Regions from separate parts of the Ovis aries genome. Here region 2 is linked to region 1. The links are chromatin contacts, called in public Hi-C maps. All regions are on one chromosome and are shown on one strand. The core of a region is the stretch at or near the end of the contact, and the rest is flanking DNA. Distances in the headings are between cores, read along the strand shown.

Evidence for each region. A called contact is a pair of places that touch in the nucleus more often than the background predicts.
Region 2: a contact with region 1 is called in a Hi-C map of hypothalamus, with 4 times the contacts expected there. The contact joins the promoter of MRAS here to the enhancer-like site in region 1. A contact is called at or near these places in 2 of 16 Hi-C or Micro-C datasets (hypothalamus and tail adipose tissue).

What each region holds. Positions count from the first base shown.
Region 1 is chr1:250,868,161-250,873,066 of ARS-UI_Ramb_v3.0, forward strand. No RefSeq gene overlaps it. Among named protein-coding and RNA genes, the nearest start is that of TRNAC-ACA, 25 kb to the right of the region's middle. Within about 2 kb of position 2,596, at least 43 of the 54 cell types and tissues checked have an H3K27ac peak or open chromatin away from gene starts, as enhancers often do. A contact at or near this core is called in hypothalamus and tail adipose tissue, where this site is marked.
Region 2 is chr1:251,422,098-251,426,938 of ARS-UI_Ramb_v3.0, forward strand. It overlaps MRAS (muscle RAS oncogene homolog), which reads right to left and starts at 1,268. Exons shown (of 6, transcript XM_004003306.5): 1 at 1,196-1,268. It overlaps LOC121817295 (a long non-coding RNA gene), which reads left to right and starts at 994. Exons shown (of 2, transcript XR_006057149.2): 1 at 994-1,116.

The sequences.
Region 1 (4,906 bases), core at 1,346-3,845:
TCAAATCCCTTGCGATTATACAGTGGAATTGACAAATAGATCTGTTAGACAGAGTGCCTGAAGAACTATGGACAAAGGTTTATAACATTGTGCGAGAGGCAGTGACCAAAATCATTCCAAAGAAGAAGAAATACAAGGAGGCAAAGTGGTTGTCTGAGGAGGCTTTACAAATACCTGAGAAAGAAGAGAAGCAAAAAGCAAGGAAGAAAGAGAAAGATAAACCCAACTGAATGCAGAGTTCCAGAGAATAGCAAGGAGAAATAAGAAAGCCTTCTTAAGGGAACAACAAAAAGAAACAGAGGAAAACAACAGAATGGGAAAACTAGAGATCTCTTCAAGAAAATTGGAGATATCACAGTAACATTTCATACAAAGATGGGCATGACAAAGACAGAATCAGTAAGGATCTAACAGAAGCAGAAAAGATTGAGAAGAAGTGGCAAGAATACAGAGAGAAACTATACAAAAAAAGGCCATAATGACCCAGATAACCACAATGGTATGGTCACTCACTTAGAGCCAGACATCTGGGAGTGTGAAGTCAAGTGGGTCTTAGGAAGCATTACTACGAACAAAGCTAGTGGAGGTGATGGAATTCCAGCTGAGCTTTTTCAAATCATAAAGAGGATGCTGTTAAAGTTATATACTCAATATGTCAACAAATTTGGAAAACTCAGAAGTGGCCACAGGACTGGTCAGGTGTCATTACAATCCCAAAGAAGGAAGATGCCATAGAACATTCAAACTATTGCACAATTGAACTCCTTTCACATGGTAGCAAGGTAATGTTCAAAATCCTCCAAGCTAGGCTTCAGAAGGACATGAGCTGAAAACTTCCAGATGTACAAACTGGGTTTAGAAAAGGCAGAGGAACCAGAGATCAAATTGCCAGCCTCCATTGGATCATAGAGAAAGGAAGGGAATTCCAGAAAAACATCTGCTTCATTGACTACGTGAAAGCTTTTGACTGCAGATCACAACAAACCGTCGAAAATTCTTAACAAGCTGGGAATACCAAACCACCTAACCTGTCCCCTGAGAAACCTGTATGCAAGTCAAGAAGAAATAATTAGGGACCTTCCTGGCAGTCTAGTGGTTAAGACTTTACCTTCCAATACAGGGGGTGCATGTTCGATCCCTGGTTGGGGAGCTAAGATCCCACATGTCTCATGGCCAAAAAACAAAACATAGACCAGAAACAATATTGTTAACAAATTCAATAAAGACTTTGAAAATGGTTCACACATACACACACAATATTAAAAAAAAAAAGAAATCGTTAGAACTGGATATAGAACAATGGACTGGTTCAAAATTGGGAAAGGAGTATGTCAAGGTTTATATTGTCCCCCTGCTTATTTAACTGACGTGCAGAGTACATCATGCGTAATGCCAGGCTGGATGAATCACAAGCTGGAATCATAATTGCCAGGGAAATATCAACAACTTCAGATGAAACCACTCTAATGGAAGAAAGTGATGAGGAACTAAAGAGCCTCTTGAGGGTGAAAGAGGAGAGTAAAAAAGCTGGCTTTAAACCCAACATTCAAAAAACAAAGATCATGGCATCTGATCCCATCACTTTATGGCAAATAGATGGGAAACAGTGGAAACAGTGACAGATTTTCTTTTCTTGGGCTCCAAAATCACTGCAGACAGTGACTATAGCCATGACTACAGTGACTGTAGCTTGCTCCTTGGAAGGAAAGGTATGACAAACTCAGACATACTAAAAGCAGAGACATCACTTTATAACAAAGATCTGTCTAGTAAAAAAGCTATAGTTTTTCCAGTATTCATGTATGGATGTGAGAGTTGGACCATAAGGAAGACTAAGTGCTGAAGAACTGATGCTTTCAAATTGCTAGAGAAGACTCTTGAGAGACCCTTGGACAGCAATGAGATCAATATAGTCAAACCTGAAGGAAAACAACCCTGAATACTCATTGGAAGGAACGATGCTGAAGCTGAAGCTCCAATACTTTGGCCACCAGACATGAAGAGGTGACTCATTGGAAAAGACCCTGAAAAGACCCTTTCCCAGAAAGATTGAGGGCAGGAGGAGAAGAGGGTGACAGAGGATGAGATGGCTTGATGGCATCACCGACTCAATGGACATGAGTTTGAGCAAGCTCCAGGAGATAGTGTAGGGCAAGGAAGCCTGGTGTGCCGCTGTCCATGGGGTCGCAGAGTCAGACACGACCTAGCAACAACAACAGCACCGAATACCACCTTAACATGCCTATTCCAAATGATCCAATCACGAAGTGAAATAGACCCAGGGATCCTGTGTTAACGGCAGGAGGGCAGAGCCTGGGAAGTGACGCCAACACCGGGATCCCTGTGCTCAAAGAGCCCCTCAAGGCGGTGGTGGCGCCAGTGGTAAAGAACCCGGCTGCCAATGCAGGAGAGGTAAGAGACATCCCTGGCTGGGGAAGATGCCCTGGAGGAGGGCATGGCAACCCACTCCAGTGTTCTTGCGAGGGGAATCAAGTCAGGGAAGACTGAAGCGACTCAGCATGCACGTACAAGGCGCACATGGGCTGCGGGACGCGGGCTTCGGCCGCCAGGTGGCGTCCTGACCTCGGCGCGGGCAGGCTCTTCCTTCCCAGTAGGTCGTAGGGCAGGGCTTCCACCAAACCAAGCCCGAAGCGACGCGCCCAGTGCCCGCCGACCGTGGAGCCCGAACGCAAACACGGAAGCCCCGCCTGCCTGATCTCAAAGCCCAGGACAATGCCGAGGGACTTCGTGTCCCAGGAGGACATAAGCACGGCACTCGTCTCCGCCTTCTGACCTCGCTCCTCGCCTCGCGAGGTGTGGGAGGAAGGGAAAGAAGATAACACTCGAAGGGGTCCGGAGGAAAAGCAAGCATGTCCCAAAATGAGGGGACCTCGAAACTGAATAAACATGTCTTGCGGATGACGCGGAGGAAGAAGTCGTCAAGATTCTGACCTCCCTTCCAATTCCCTGTCGGCCCCGCCCCTCACTTCGCCCTTCCCCAGTCCTCCTTCCTCTTTCCGCCACGGCCGAAAACAGAAGTATCTGAAAGTCGGGAAGAAGCGGCCGGAGAGCTCGCGGGGTCCCCAGTGCGCAAGCAAGAGGGAGGTCCCTCCGCAGCCCCGCGCGGCTCCTGCTCCGCCCGCAGGGAGGCCGCCAGGAGGCGCTGTGGGGCGGGCGGGCCGCGTCTCTGAGAGCACTGGCTGCCTCTTCTAGAAATTTCCTTAAAAGATGCAAGTGACCTTCAGCCCCGCCCCGAGAGCATCTCCAGCCTCCTAGGCCCAGTCAGGTTTCCTATCGGGCCTTGAGGGCAGGTCCTCTGTCCCACTGGCTGCTGCAGCTCCAGCTCCTGGAACAGAGAAGAATAAGCGCCATCTTCACCAAATATTGTCTGAACTGCTAGTAAGGCCAGGAAATGTCCTTGGCACTGATGATAAATGAGTGATTAAAACAAACAAAGCCACTTCCTTTGTGAAGCTTATATTCTGTTGTGGAAGAGAGAAGGGGAGACCAAGGAGATAAGCAATAAAATAGAAGTGGTAAAAGTAGTAAATAGGTGTCAGAAAGGGATAGGTGCAATGGAGAAAAAGAGTAAGAGGATTATGGAACTGTAGGGTGATGTGGGGATTCTTGTTTTATACAGGATGGTCACAGAAGGCCTTTCTTATCAGAAGAAAACACTTCATCAGGGGCAGAGAGCAGCCACTCTGAGGTAAGAAGAGAAAAATAAGGAAAATAAGGAACACTTCACACTTGTATTAAATGAATTAATATCAAGGCAGGATTCCCTGGTGGTCCAGTGGTTAAAATTTCCCCTTTCAGTGCAGGGAGTACAGGTTCAATCCCTGATCCGGGAGCTAAGATCTCCCATGCCTCCTGCCAAAAAGCCAAGAGGCAAAACAGAAGCAATATTGTAACAAATTCAATAAAGACTTTAAAAATGCTCCATATCAAGGCAAGACCCCACACTGTGCAATGGCACTCCTGATGCCCCACTTCATCCATCCAATCATTTTATTTTTTTATTTTTTATTGATTTATTTGGAAGCACTGGGGATCTTAGTTCCCCAACCAGGTACCAAACCTCTGCATTGCAAGGCGGATTCTTAGCCACTCGACCACCAGGGAAGTCCCAATGATTCCTTTGGTTAGCAGCCCTCAGTCACCTACCTTCTTTATGGTGGACCTTATGCTGGGTGTATCGCATTTCTGTATACCCAAACCCAGGGTAGAAAATGAAGAAAACATATTCCTTGGAGGGGAAAGAGACCACCTTTATGCTCACTCTGGTAGGACCAGAGAATGACACAGCCTTCTTGGGAAGTGATTTAACAGCATCTCACTTTTAAATGTGGGCACACTTTGAACCAAATCCTCAGTCTGGGACTCCAAGCCAGGCCCCTCAGCATGGTGGTCAGGACCACTGACTGGAGCTAGACTGACTGGATTTTAACTCCAGCAGCATCTTATATCAGCTTTCCAGGTGGCTCACTGGTAAAGAATCTGCCTGCCAATGCAGGAGACACAGAAGACGAGGGTTCAACCCCTGGGTCAGGAAGATCCCCTGGAGAAGGAAATGGCAACCCACTCCGGTATTCTTGCCCAGGGAAATCCCATAGACAGAGGAGCCAGGTGGGATACAGTCCATGGGGTTGCAAAGAGTTGGCCACAGCTAAGCTCTACACACTAACGTCTCTTATCAGCCCTAGGACCCTGAAAATACTACTCACCTGTGCTTGAGCTTTCACATCTGTAACACTAAGCTAATAATAATATTAGCTAGCCTTTAGTAGTTTTCAGAAAATACATCACAAACGGCTTAGAGCAGTACCTGTCTTATTGCAAGTGTTCAATAAATGTTAGCCATTATTATTTGCTTAAGCAACTGTTTGCACACAAATGCAGGGTT
Region 2 (4,841 bases), core at 18-2,517, 550 kb after region 1:
GATCAGGGCCCATATGAAGTGGCCCTTGTCTGCCTCTCCAGACTGGCCTCTGGCCCTAGCCAGCACAGACCTCAGGGCCAGCCACAGTCTATCTGGGTGTCCAGTGCCCATGCTCTGCCAGGCATCACCTCCTTTAGGAGGCCTTCCCTGACCCTCCACGCTGTCTGTTCCCACAGCCCCTGTGCTCCCCTGACCCCAGAACCGACACACAGGGCTCACTTTGCACTCCTACCTTCCCCGCGGCACAGGATCTGGCATTGTGCCCCACACGCAGTGGGAGCCCCTGCAGGTTCCATTCAATGAATGAGCCGGGGCCCTGGTGGTGACCAGAGCCCCAAGCCCTGTGGCGCCGCAAAAGACTGTTAATGCAGCAGTCTGCTTTTTATCATTCAGACAAATGTGACAACTCTCTCGACAGATCCCTGCCCTCGTTAACGCCCCTCTAAAAATATAAAGAGCCACCACCAACCCTTCCCCATCCCACTCGAGACCCGCCGCCCACTCCCCGCGGCTTCTCGCCAGAGGAAAAAGGAACCCAAAGGCGGTTACCATGAAAGGGGCTTTTTAGGTGGTGAGCAGGCCCATCTCACTGGGGTCCCGATCGTCGCCGACTTCTCGATCGCACACAGTTACGCTGGAGCCTGAGATGGGGGCAAAAGGCCAGTCCCCAAGCGCCGTCCTCCGGCCCGGCCCGGGGCGGCCACACCTCCCGCCCGGAACAAAGCGCCCGGCCGGTCCCCTCCCTCCCAGCCCGCCCCGACCTCTCACCGCGCACTCCAGCCCAGCTTGGCTCCGGCCTCAGGCCACCTCCTCCATGCCCGCGCCAACCAGAAGACAGCGCCGCGCCCTCCGGGCCCCAAGGCGGCCGGACTGACGGCTTTGGGCCCGCGGCCTCCCGGCCGCTTCGGCCGGTCCCCGCCCCGGCGCCTCCTTAAAGCGACCGCGCAGCCCGCGCGCGCCCCAGCCTAGCGCCTGGCGAGCCGCGCATTCCTTATATTGCAACAGCGCCTGCTAAAAATAGAGCGCCGCCTCCGTAGGCGCTGGGGGGGCCGGGCCCGGCGCTGCGACCCTGCCACCCCCGCGGGCCCCAGACTCCGAGGACGCGCGGCTCACGAGGTTTGTGCCACCTGCGCCGAGCTCCCGGGACCCAGCAGGGCACGCGTACCGGGCCTCCCCCGCGGTCCCGCGCACTTACCCGGGTCCGACCACTGGCGCCCGGGAGGTGGCTTTAAGGTGGACGCCGAGTGGGAATTCGCCCGGGCCTCTTTAAGAGCCTCTGCGCTCCAGCCTTTAAATCTCCGCTCCCGCCCGGCCAACTTCGGAGCCTACAGACGCCTCCCCTGTCCTAGGCGATCCCAGGCCGCCACCTTAACCGCATTCCCTTCGAATCCCGCGCCGTGTTTCTTCCTAGATCCAGTCCCCAGCGTCGCTTCCCGAAGGCCCCCTCGGTGCCGGTTTTTGAGCCTAAAGTTCGTTCAGATGGAGGCGATGCACGGGGACAGGCGACACTCGCGATCCATTTCATTTTTTCAGTTCCGCTGACTCCTCTCCATCGGCATCATGTTCCCCTGATTTTAAAAACTGAGATATAATTCACACACCAAAAAATTCCAGCTTTTAAAGTGGGCAATAGAGTAGTTTTTAATATATTCACAAAGTTGTGCAACCATCACTATTACCTAGTTCCAGATCACTTTCATAACACTACCTCCCCTTTAAAAAAAAAAAAAAAGAAGAAGAAGAAGAAGAAGAAGAAGAAGAAGAAAAGCCATTTACAGTTACTCCCCATTCCCTCCTCCTACTGGCTGCTGGAAACCGCTACTCTACTTTCTGTCTCTATGGATTTGCCTACTCAGGACATTTCAGGAAAGTGGAATCATGCATGCGCTCTTTTGTGACCCAGCTTCCTTCACTTCACAGGATTTTTTCGAGGTTCATCAACGTTGCAACGTGTAGCAATGCTTCATTCCCTTTTGTGATTGAATAGACTGGGCTGTGTGGACACGCTACATTTTATCTTTGACCAGCTGATGGACAGTTAGATGGTTCGTACTTTGAGGCTATTATGAATAAAACTGCTATGAACATTCATGTACAAGTCTTTGTATGAACTTATGTTTTCATTTCTCTTAGGTATATACCTAGGAGTAGAATTGTGGACCATATGCCATGTTTGACATTTGGAGGAACCCCCAAACTGGTTTCCAAAGCAGCTGCTATTTTACATTCGACCAACCGTGTATGAGTGTTCCACATCTTCACATCCTCACCAACAATTGTTATCATCTGTCTTTTTGATTATAGCCATCCTAGTAGTGGCGATGGCGAAGTGGTATCTCACTGTAGTTTTGATTGCCAGTGTCCTTTTAATGTCCCGTTAATGTCGACCATTTTTAAAGTCTTTATTGAATTTGTTACCATATTGCTTCTGTTTTATGTTTTTATTTTATTTTTGTTCTTGAGGCATGTGAGATCTTAGCTCTCCAACCAGGGATCGAACCCACACCATCTGCACTGGAAGGTGAAGTCTTAACCACTGGACCACCAGTGAAGTCTCCTATCAGTATCGTTTTTGAGGATGTTCTTTTTGTAGACAGACCTTAATGATAACTTGGAACCAGCTTTACACATCTGATAAACCCATCTGGAACCCATCCTCTTATTATTTTCAAAGCTTCACCCACCACCCCAGGCCTTTGCTATCCTGAGTCCTTCATGCTGTACTGTGGCACAGGGTTTCAGTTGGTACCCAGGTACCCAAGCCACCATTTATTTGGAAAACTCAGCAGTGGCCACAGGACTGGAAAAGGTCAGTTTTCATTCCAGTCCCAAAGAAAGGCAATGCCAAAGAATGCTCAAACTACTGCACAATTGCACTTATCTCACACACTAGTAAAGTAATGCTCAAAATTCTCCAAGCCAGGCTTCAGCAGTATGTGAACCGTGAACTTCCAGATGTTCAAGCTGGTTTTAGAAAAGGCAGAGGAACCAGAGATCAAATTGCCAACATCCACTGGATCATGGAAAAAGCAAGAGAGTTCCAGAAAAACATATATTTCTGTCTTTGACTGTGTGGATCACAATAAACTGTGGAAAATTCTGAAAGAGATGGGAATACCAGACCACCTGACCTGCCTCTTGAGAAACCTATATGCAAGTCAGGAAGCAACAGTTAGAACTGGCATGGAACAACAGACTGGTTCCAAATCGGAAAAGGAGTACGTCAAGGCTGTATATTGTCACCCTACTTATTTAACTTCTATGCAGAGTACATCATGAGAAACGCTGGGCTGGAAGAAGCACAAGCTGGAATCAAGATTGCTGGGAGAAATATCAATAACCTCAGATATGCAGATGACACCATCCTTATGGCAGAAAGTGAAGAGGAACTAAAAGCTTCTTGATGAAAGTGAAAGAGGAGAGTGAAAATGTTGGCTTAAAGCTCAACATTCAGAAAACTGAGATCATGGCATCTGGTCCCATTACTTCATGGGAAATAGATGGGGAAGTGGAAACAGTGTCAGAATTTATTTTGGGGGGCTCTAGAATCACTGCAGATGGTGACTGCAGCCATGAAATGAAAAGATGCTTACTCCTTGGAAGAAAAGTTATGACCAACCTAGATAGCATATTGAAAAGCAGAGACATTACTTTGCCAACAAAGTTCCGTCTAGTCAAGGCTATGGTTTTTCCAGTAGTCATGTATGGATGTGAGAGTTGGACTATAAAGAAAGCTGAGCGCTGAAGAACTGATGCTTTTGAACTGTGGTATTGGAGAAGACTCTTGAGAGTCCCTTGGACTGCAAGGAGATCCAACCAGTCCATTCTGAAGGAGATCAGCCCTAGGGTTTCTTTGGAGGGAATGATGCTGAAGCTGAAACTCCAGTACTTTGGCCACCTCATGCGAAGAGCTGACTCATTGGAAAAGACTCTGATGCTGGGAGGGTTTGGGAGCTGGAGGAGAAGGGGACGACAGAGGATGAGATGGCTGGATGACATCACTGACTCAATGGACGTGAGTCTGAGTGAACTCTGGGAGTTGGTGATGGACAGGGAGGCATGGCGTGCTGCGATTCATGGGATTGCAAAGAGTTGGACATGACTGAGTGACTGAACTGAACTGAACTGATTGTGTCCCCTGCACCCACCCCCACCTGCTGTCCTGAAGGCTCTGTGGATTCCCCGAGTCCCCATGGTAGTGGGGGAGGGTTTGAATGCCATCAAGACTATTGCATCTTGGGAGGGAATGAAAGACCCAGTTGAGGAGGGGCCTTGAGGGACAGCTGTTCATCTTGACAGTCTAGTCTTGCCCTGGGACCTGCCTCTTCCCCTGCCCCTTCCATTTACCACAGGCCTTGGTGACCTGGGTTCAATCCCTGGGTTGGGAAGATCCCCTGGAGAAGGAAATGGCAACCCACTCCAGTATTCTTGCCTGGAGAATCCCATGGACAGAGAAGCCTGGTCGGCTACAGTCCATGGAGTCGCAAAGTGTTGGACAAAACTGAGCGACTTCACTTCACTTCACTCCACTTTTGGAGGAGAAGGCAGGGGTCTGTGTGTCCTGGTTTGCAAAGGAGTCAAAGGTTTGTCTTTTAAAAAAATTTTTATATTTAAATATTTATTTTATTTATATTTTTTTATTTGGTTGCATGAGGTCTTAGTCACAGCATGTGGGATCTTTGATCTTTGTTGAGGCAGGTGAACTCTTAGTTGCAGCATGTGGGATCTAGTTCCCTGACCAGGAATCAAAACCGGGTCCCCTGCGATGGGAATGTGGAGTCTTAGCCACTGGACCACCAGGAAAGTCCCTCAAAGGTTTGTCTTTATACCACTTTCATACA